Linked DNA regions of Mus musculus: region 2 is linked to region 1. Evidence: chromatin contacts called from public Hi-C data. All regions are on one chromosome and are shown on one strand. The core of a region is the stretch at or near the end of the contact, and the rest is flanking DNA. Distances in the headings are between cores, read along the strand shown. Region 1 has its middle 9.8 kb from the start of Gm39240. Region 2 has its middle 17 kb from the start of 4930517G24Rik.

Evidence for each region. A called contact is a pair of places that touch in the nucleus more often than the background predicts.
Region 2: a contact with region 1 is called in a Hi-C map of the N1E-115 cell line, with 2.5 times the contacts expected there. The contact joins two enhancer-like sites. A contact is called at or near these places in 7 of 39 promoter capture datasets (the 3T3-L1 cell line, the C10 cell line, cranial neural crest and 2 more), 1 of 15 datasets of contacts at CTCF or cohesin (the NIH/3T3 cell line), 2 of 484 Hi-C or Micro-C datasets (the N1E-115 cell line and nephron progenitors) and 5 of 115 datasets of contacts at active chromatin or transcription factors (embryonic stem cells and stem cell-derived neural progenitor cells).

What each region holds. Positions count from the first base shown.
Region 1 is chr8:107,112,233-107,116,268 of GRCm38.p6, reverse strand. No RefSeq gene overlaps it. Among named protein-coding and RNA genes, the nearest start is that of Gm39240, 9.8 kb to the left of the region's middle. Within about 2 kb of position 1,723, at least 131 of the 459 cell types and tissues checked have an H3K27ac peak or open chromatin away from gene starts, as enhancers often do. A contact at or near this core is called in the N1E-115 cell line, where this site is marked.
Region 2 is chr8:107,220,002-107,224,220 of GRCm38.p6, reverse strand. No RefSeq gene overlaps it. Among named protein-coding and RNA genes, the nearest start is that of 4930517G24Rik, 17 kb to the right of the region's middle. Within about 2 kb of position 1,885, at least 47 of the 459 cell types and tissues checked have an H3K27ac peak or open chromatin away from gene starts, as enhancers often do. A contact at or near this core is called in the N1E-115 cell line, where this site is marked.

The DNA of each region.
Region 1 (4,036 bases), core at 474-2,973:
CGTGGACGCCAAGCCGCAGGTTAGTGCTGATGTCAGGGATATTTGAGAATCATTGCTGCCCCCTGCTGTAAGGAAAACAGTTCACAGGTTCCGGAGAGGTATTGAATTTTCCTCAAGGTTTACGTGTATATGTAAGTATACGTGTATGTTTTGTTTTAGACAAAGTCTCTTGTGACTCTGAACGGCCACTAGCCTCAAACTCACTCGAAGCCAAGGATTGCTTTTCACGTCTGGTTCTTCTGCCTCCATCTCTATAGGGTGGGATTACAGGGCTATACTGCCTTGCCTGGGTTCTCTGGTTCTGATGATGGATGTACTTTAGGTAAATTTTCTGCCAACTGAGCTACGTCCTTAGCTTGTCCTGGCTCTTTTTTTCTTTTTTCTTTTCTTTCTTTTTTCTTCCTTTTTGCTTGTTTGGTTTTTTGTTTGTTTGTTTTGTTTTGTTTGATACAGGGTTTCTCCGTGTAACCCTTACTCACTCTGTAGACCAGGCTGGCCTTGAACTCAAAGAGATCTGCCGAAATCTGGGATTAAAGACATGTACCACCACCCCCAGCCATAAAAAAGTAGCAATTTCTGAGGCTTTTTTTTTTTTTTTTTTTTTTTGAGACAGGGTTTTTCTGTGTAACCCTGGCTATCCTGGAACTCACTCTGTAGACCAGGCTGGCCTTGAACTCACTGAGGCTAAATTTTTAACACCATGGAAAGATATAAAGGCACAAGAAACTCTTCCCTGTATCTGTTCCACTTTCCTCTGCTAATTATCATTAATAGTCCTTTCTTTTCTTTGTGTGTGTGAATGTGAGCTGTAAGTGCCTGTGTATGCAGGAATGCACACACTCTTGCGCACGTGAACACACACACATTTTTTAGAAAGTTTTCCTATGTAGCTCTGGATTGCCTCAAACTCACCCATCCTCGCGCCACATCCTCCACGTACCAACATTACAGGCACCGGTTCCCACACCTGACTTAATTTAATCTTTTTAATGAAGAATGGGTCCAGGTGTTTAGTAATACTACCATTTCCAAACCTGCTGGGACATCGAGATCAGAATGTCCCAGGGAGTTTCACTGGAAATCCACAGCTGCCTTCTGTGAACTCCATTCTCATCCCCCAGTCAGGGAAGGAAACTGGAATCTCGACACTGAAGGGCGCGTCCACGGTGCCGGTGTACAGACCACTGTGCGAACAGCCATCCACCCTCCCGTTTCTTGCTACAGGGGCAGCTCCTGTTTCCTGATTTCCTGTTACTCACGGGTTATTCACCAGAGCCTTATCAGGGTGTCTGCACAGCACCAAGACCCTGTGCCTTTCTTCCAGACCCGGGGAGGTATGGTGTGGTGTGAATTTCGACACAGCCAAGGCGGTGTTGCTGGGGGTTAGTTGGTTAGTGTGGGTGTTGGCAGCCAGCTGGGGCTCGGGTAGGGAGCCTGTGTGTGGGTGAAACTCAGGAATCCTGTGGCACTACAGTTACAGAAAAAAATTTAAAGGCCCAGCCCAGGCCTTTACGAAGTACAGCTGAGTCTGACAAACCCAGAACCAGCCCCAGCTCTCAGATCTTCTGGGGCGAGGGGTTGGGAGGGGGCGGGATACAGTTCCCTGTGGGCCCTTCTAAATCAGATAAGACATAATGCAGATGAAACGCGGGTGGGAAACGCACGGTAGACAGCAGATTACAGTCATAAAAAGAGATGACAGATTTCATCGTCACTCATGACCCACCCAAATGTCACGTCCTCTGGGCTCTTTCCCTGGCATTTCCTGCCCCAAGTGGATGTTCTTTCCATTGTACTCCCCGACACTTGAAATCGAACAACAAAAGGAAAAAAAAAATACTACTACTGCTGCCTGAGGTTTCCTGGGTCAGAATATCTAGCTGCTTTCCTGTTTGATCTCCCACCAGTCCAGGGGTCCCAGGGAGTTAAAGGCCCACGGGCTGTTTAGTCACGTGGTCTTCACTTTTCTTTCTTTCTTTTTTTTTTTTTTTTCTTACATACTCAATTAGCTTTCTAATTTCTGTAGCCCTAGAAACAGACCTATACCCGGGCCTCTTGATCCGTAACAAAAGTAGCACTTCAGAAATGAGGGGTTTTGCTTTTGGTTTTCTATGTTTATGATTTTTACAGTGAGTTGGTATGTATCACATGTGTGCAGGTATCCATGGAGACCAGAAAGTATCATATTGTCTGAAACTGGATTTGCTGGCAGTTGTGAGGCACCGTGTGGATGCTGGGAACTGAACCCACCGTTCAAGAACAGTGTGCGTTCTTAAACTCTGAGCCGTGGGTCTGTTAGCCCCGGAAGGGGATTTTCTTAAAGAAGGTCAATGAATCCGATACTCATAGAAAAATAAAATGCACCTGAGCCCTGTTGTTCGCCATTCTCAAACATCAGAGTTAGATTCGATAAAAGGTTACACATGGGGCTGAGGCTGTAGCACCGCTGGTTGAATGCTTGGGTTCCAGACCACCACCGCAGAAAACCAATGTGGTGATGCCTGCCTGTGATCCCACCCATGAGGACTTGACACAGGAGGATCAGGAACTCTGACACTGTCCTTGGCTACAAGCAAGGCCACTTTGAGCCTTTCCTTTGAGGCAGAGGCAGACAGATCTCTGACTTCAGCCTGACAATATGTTGAGTTTCTGGCCAAGCATGGCCACATCTTGAGTCATGAGGATGGGGTAGGTGAGGGAGAGAGAGACAGTTCAGATGGTAAAAGCACCTTTCGCACAAGCCTGCCGATCTGACTTTCCATCCCTGAAACCTCATGGTGGAAGGAGAGAGCTGACTCCTGAATGTTGCCCTCTGACCTCCACACACACCACTGGCATGCTACCCTTTCAGCCTCTCGCTCAGCCTCATCTTTTTTTTTTTTTTTTTTTAAAGACTGTTGCTAGGGCAACAGTTAGTAAAGTGCTCGCCTTGCAAATTCAAAGCCTTGAATTAGATCCCCAAAACCCTTGTAAAAAGCTGGGTGTGACTGCAATCCAGGTGCTGAGAAAGCAGAAAGAGGTGGATTTTTGCTGCTCACAGCCTGGCCCAGTTAGTGAGCTCCAGGCCATCGAGAGAGCCTTTTGGCTTCTGGGATTGTCCTCTGGCCTCCACACATACCTGTATGCACACACACTCACACACACACACACACATTTTGAAATATTTTTATTACTTTTAATTATGTGTATGTAGATATACATCTTGGTGTGGGTATGTCATGTAACCATGGCACCATGGAGATGACCATGGAAGCCAGAGGAGAGGCTGTTTCTGATCCCCAGGGGCTGGAGTTCCAGCCAGATACGAACGTCCCACAGAGGGTGCTAGGATTTGAACTCGGGTTCTCGGCGAAAGCAGCAAGGGCTCTTAAACACTGAGCCATCTCTCCAGCCCCCTATTTATTGTTGTTGGTTGGTTGGTTGGTTGGTGATTTGAAACCAATCCTCTCTCTGTAGACCAGGCTGACCTAGCCTCCAGCTCAGAGATCTCTTGCCTCTCTTTCCAGAGAGCTGGGATTAATGGTATAGGCCTATACAAGCCACCCAGGGTCTCAATACTGAAAGAAGAAAGTGGACAGGATCTGTAAACTATCTGTAATTGACACCCTCTGGTAAGGGGGAAACAGTTTTCTCCAATGGAGCTTTATTTTTTTTTTTTTTTTCCAACCCCCCACCCCCCGGAGCTTTATTTTATATATCAGCCCTCAGAGCAGTCCCAAGCCTTGGAGAAATAAGCCTTGGAGTATTTTTGTGAACTTTTTGTTTCATTTTACTTTGTTTTAGCTTTTTTTTTCTTTTTCTTTCTTTCTTTCTTTCTTTTCTTTTTTTTTTTTTGTCTTATTGGTCTTCCTATTTATTTTGATTTTCATTGTGTGTGTGTGTGTGCGTGTGTGTTCTGTGAGGACTTTTGTTCTTGTTTCTTTGGGTTTTTGTTTGTTTCTGAAAAAGAAAGATAGAGAACAGAAAAATAAAGGCAAGAAGGCAGTAAAGATCTGGGGAGGGATTGAGAGAAGGAAAAAAATGATCAAAACATGTT
Region 2 (4,219 bases), core at 636-3,135, 110 kb before region 1:
CAGCATCGCCAATAAAGCAAGTTCCAGGACAGCCATGCTGTTTTTACAGAGAAATCCCATCTCAAAAAAACGGGAGTTGGAAGGTGGGGAGGGGAGGGAGGGAGAGAGAGAGAGAGAACCAACACCAGTCAATCTCTGGCCTCTACACGCACCCAAGCACATACACAAATGCATGTGCACATGTGCAAACATTTTCTTAAAGAGAAAAAACAATAATTTAAAATTGGAAAAAATATAAACCCTGAGTGAGTCAGTAAATGGTGGGGACCCAGACTCCTTGCTTCTAATGAACTTTCTGGTAATCTAATACTACCGGCCCCTGGACCTCACTTTAAGCATGAGACCCTAGATGTTCCATGACCCTTGCCAGCCCTGAGGGAGCCCCATCTACCATCTAGGACTCCAGTCCTCCGTCCCCTGCTCCTCCTGACAGTGCTTCCCAACCTTAGGCAGCTCCGACAACCATTTTCCCTTCTCTCTCCCAGACCCAGGATCAAAGATAATTTATGCAATCCCTACAGTTGCCTGAAGCAGAAACAAGGGTTCTGCATCAGAGGCACAGGAAAGAAACACCCATTGCCAAGGCACAGCCCAGAACTGGGGAGCAGAGCTCTGATTGAGGCCTCCCAGCCCCAGACTGGCTAGTCAAACCCAGGTGATGGATGACAAAGCATTTGCTCCACTGTTGCGCTCCCCCAGGCTTTCCCAGGCTACTGGGCTGCCATCCACAACCTCTTACTCAGGACCAGGCTCGAAGTCACCTTAACTCTCCTTTCCTCTCTCATTGCCTCCCTCCCACTCCCGCCCCAGTAACAGGGATTGAACCTCGGGCTTTGCGCATGCTGGGCAAGCCCTCTACCACTGAGGTATATCCGCAGGCCCTTTTCATTTTATCTATTGTTTTTACTTGTTTATTTGAGACAGGGTTTTTAATGTAACCAAAGGTGACCTTGAACTTCTCCTTCCCCTTCTCCACCTCCTGTGTGTTGAAATTATAGCTGTGCTCCCACCATGGCCAGGTTAAGTGGTGCTGGGAATTGAAGCCTGGTGTAGGCTAGCGAGCACTCTACCAGTTGAGCTATCATCGCCTTGGCCTTTTATTTTTGAGATAGGGTATCGTAAAGTTGCCTTGAACCTACTATGTAGCCCGAGTAGGCCTTGAGCCCATCCTCCTGCTTCAACCTTCCAAGCAGCTGGGAGTATAGTCCTGTATCCTCAGGCCCAGGCCCAGCCCTTCTTAAAGAGTGTAATATCTTTACTCTAAGCATAATCCATTAGGTTCATTATTCTTTATTCTATTAAAACTAGATAGGATGCATTTTCTGCTGTTCTTTGGCCCTGGGAAGCTGAGCCTTAAAAGCTCAGAAGAGCTCTCACTCACCCTCTGGTTTCTGGGTGAATGTGGCCTCTGTGTGAGTGGGGGAGAGGGTTGGGGGGAAGTTGGGGGGCACAGTTGCTGCTTCAAGAGAGCAACACGAAGACATCTGCTTCAGACTTGCATAATGGGGCAGCCACAGCCTCTGTGCCCCTAAGCAAAGCACTCTGGGCTCCCTTTGGCCCTTCAGCCCTAGAGAGCTAACAACTTCCTGTTACTGCAAGACCTAGGGTGCTTCGACTCTGGGCTTCTTGTATTAATCCCCCCACCCCCACCCCGCCACACCTCAGATAAACCTTTTTCAATGTACCTTCTATTTCCTGCTAGAACTAAGAATGTTGTTGGTTTGTTTTTTGTTTTGTTTTGTTTTTTTTTTAATCATGTACAAAGTTTCTATTTGGCATAAGCCAAAAAAAAAAAAAAAAAACGGAGCCTAATCATAGAATGTGGGGCAAAAGAGAGTCTGGAGAAAGGGAAGTTATTTTGGAAGGGGGAGATGTGTGGGCATCTCTCAATGCCTTGAAATCCAACATCAGGGCACGGGGAGGTAGCTTCTCCTTAATTTGATTCAGACACACACTGGGAGCCTGCTGTGTTGCAGAAACACTGCTCTGGATTATAGAACCCAGGACTATCAGGAGCAGGCCCGGAGTCTGAGAACCTTCCACTCAGGGACACTCAGCGCACGGCAGGATGAAGGCCCTGCAGTGCAATTGAACTTGACAGGCAGCCAACCAAGGCAAAGCCAGAAAGATAAGGGCCTAATCAGAGCACAGACAGATCAGTGGGAGGAGGCAGGCTCAGGCTCTCTCCCATCACTGGGGACCTGGGAAGACCTTGTGGGGTTGGGGGAGAAGGTTATATAGGCCTATGGGCAGCTCAGCCCCAAGCCACAGCAGACCCCCTCTACTTCTGGAAACCCTGGAAGTTTGTATTAGTAACTGCTCTAGACTGACATGCATTCTTCTTTCTCCATTCGACTCCACTGACTGGGAGCCTAACACATTCCTTTCCCAAACACACACACACACAAATATGCACAGACAGAGACAAAAAGACAGAGACACACACACATCATCATCATAATAATAAAGATTTAAAATTTTAAATTAATAACTTAAGTCAGGTCTGGAGATGTAGGCCCATATTCCCAGCTACTAGCAGATCATAATTCATCAGGCCTGCCAGGATAACTTAGTGAAACCTTATTCTAAAAACAAGAGGTTACAAGAAGAAGAAGAAGAAGAAGAAGAAGAAGAAGAAGAAGAAGAAGAGTAGGAGGAGGAGGAGGAGGAAGAGGAGGAGGAAGAAGAAGAGGAAGGAAGGAAGAAAGGAAGGAAGGAAGGAAGGAAGGAAGGAAGGAAGGAAGGAAGGAAGAAAAGAAAAGAGAAAAGGAAAGGCTCAGAAGACAACTCAGAGGCACAGCATTTTGTGTGAGGCTCTATGTTCCATTTATAGTACTGAAAATAATTAAATAAAAAAAATTAGCTTAGACTGGTGTCGTCAGTAGTCCCCAGCACTTAAAGGCTAAAGCAGAAAGATTATGAGTTCAAGGCCAGTTTGAGCTTTACAGAGAGACTCTGTCTCAAAATAATAATTATAATTATACCTATAATTATTATTATTATTAAAGTCTTCTCCTCAAGGAATGTCGGGGCTGGGGATATGAAAACCTGAATTTAGAGTTTGTATCCTGGGCTCAGGTTCTGGCATCCCCACCACCTGACTGTGGTTCCTCAGTGTTGACTGTTGGTTCTTGGTGAGTCAGGTTTTTCCTCCGTACGTGGAGGTGATCCTGGGGCCTCCCCTGTGTGTGCACTCTGAAATGTACTAGGTGGGAGATTCAAAACAAACTGCTAAGTGTTCCCTCTGGCTGGTTGAGGATGTTGCTAATCTGATCAATTTGAAGTCAAGAAATGTAAGTGCTTGGTGGTTGGTCTGCAAGAATTCTCATGTGGTTCCTGCAAGCGTCTGTGTATTTAGCCTCGGACAAGCTTAGACTGAGCCTCAGCTTAGCTGCAATAGAGGAGGATGATATGCCCCTCTGACTGTGTGTGTGTGTGTGTGTGTGTGTGTGTGTGTGTGTGTGTGCGCGCGTGCATGATCCTCACACATGCATGAACTCACATGAACAGACACACAGGTTACAGGACAACTCTCGGGTATTTCTCTCCTTCCACTGTGGATTCTGGGGCTCAAATTCAGGATGTCAAGCATATGTGGCAAGAGCTTTTACCACAAAGGCTTCTTGTCAGCCTTAAATTATTAGGATATTTAAGATTCATTTATTTAATTTTATGTGCATGTGTGTGTTTCTGTGTGTGGGTATATGCATGTGGATGCAGGTGTCAATCAGGCCAGAAGAGGACATCCTATCCCCTGAAGTTGGAATTCCAGGCAGTTATGGACCATCTGACGTGTTATTGGATCTGAACTCACAAGAGCAACAAGAACTCTTAACCGTTGAACCATCTCTCTGGATCCATAAGTTACCATTTTTAATAGGTTTCTTATGCAGAACAGTTTAGATTTACAGAAGAATTACATATATACCAGGTCCCATATGTCCCAAGCCCCATGATGTCGTTCCTCTTATATTGATACATTTGCTATGAGTTGTGCACCAAAGTTGATGTAGTATTATTCAAGTTCACCACTCATCCAGATTTCCCAGCTTCCCAGCCTCCCTTTGTGTCCTGGGATCCATCGTCCAGGTTTCACACTACAGTGAATTGCTTTATTCTCTTTAGATTCCTCTGGGCTGTGAAAATTGGTCAGAATTTCCTTATTTTTATTACTTTGACAATTATTTTAGTTTTTAAATTAAGAAACTGTTAGTTGCCT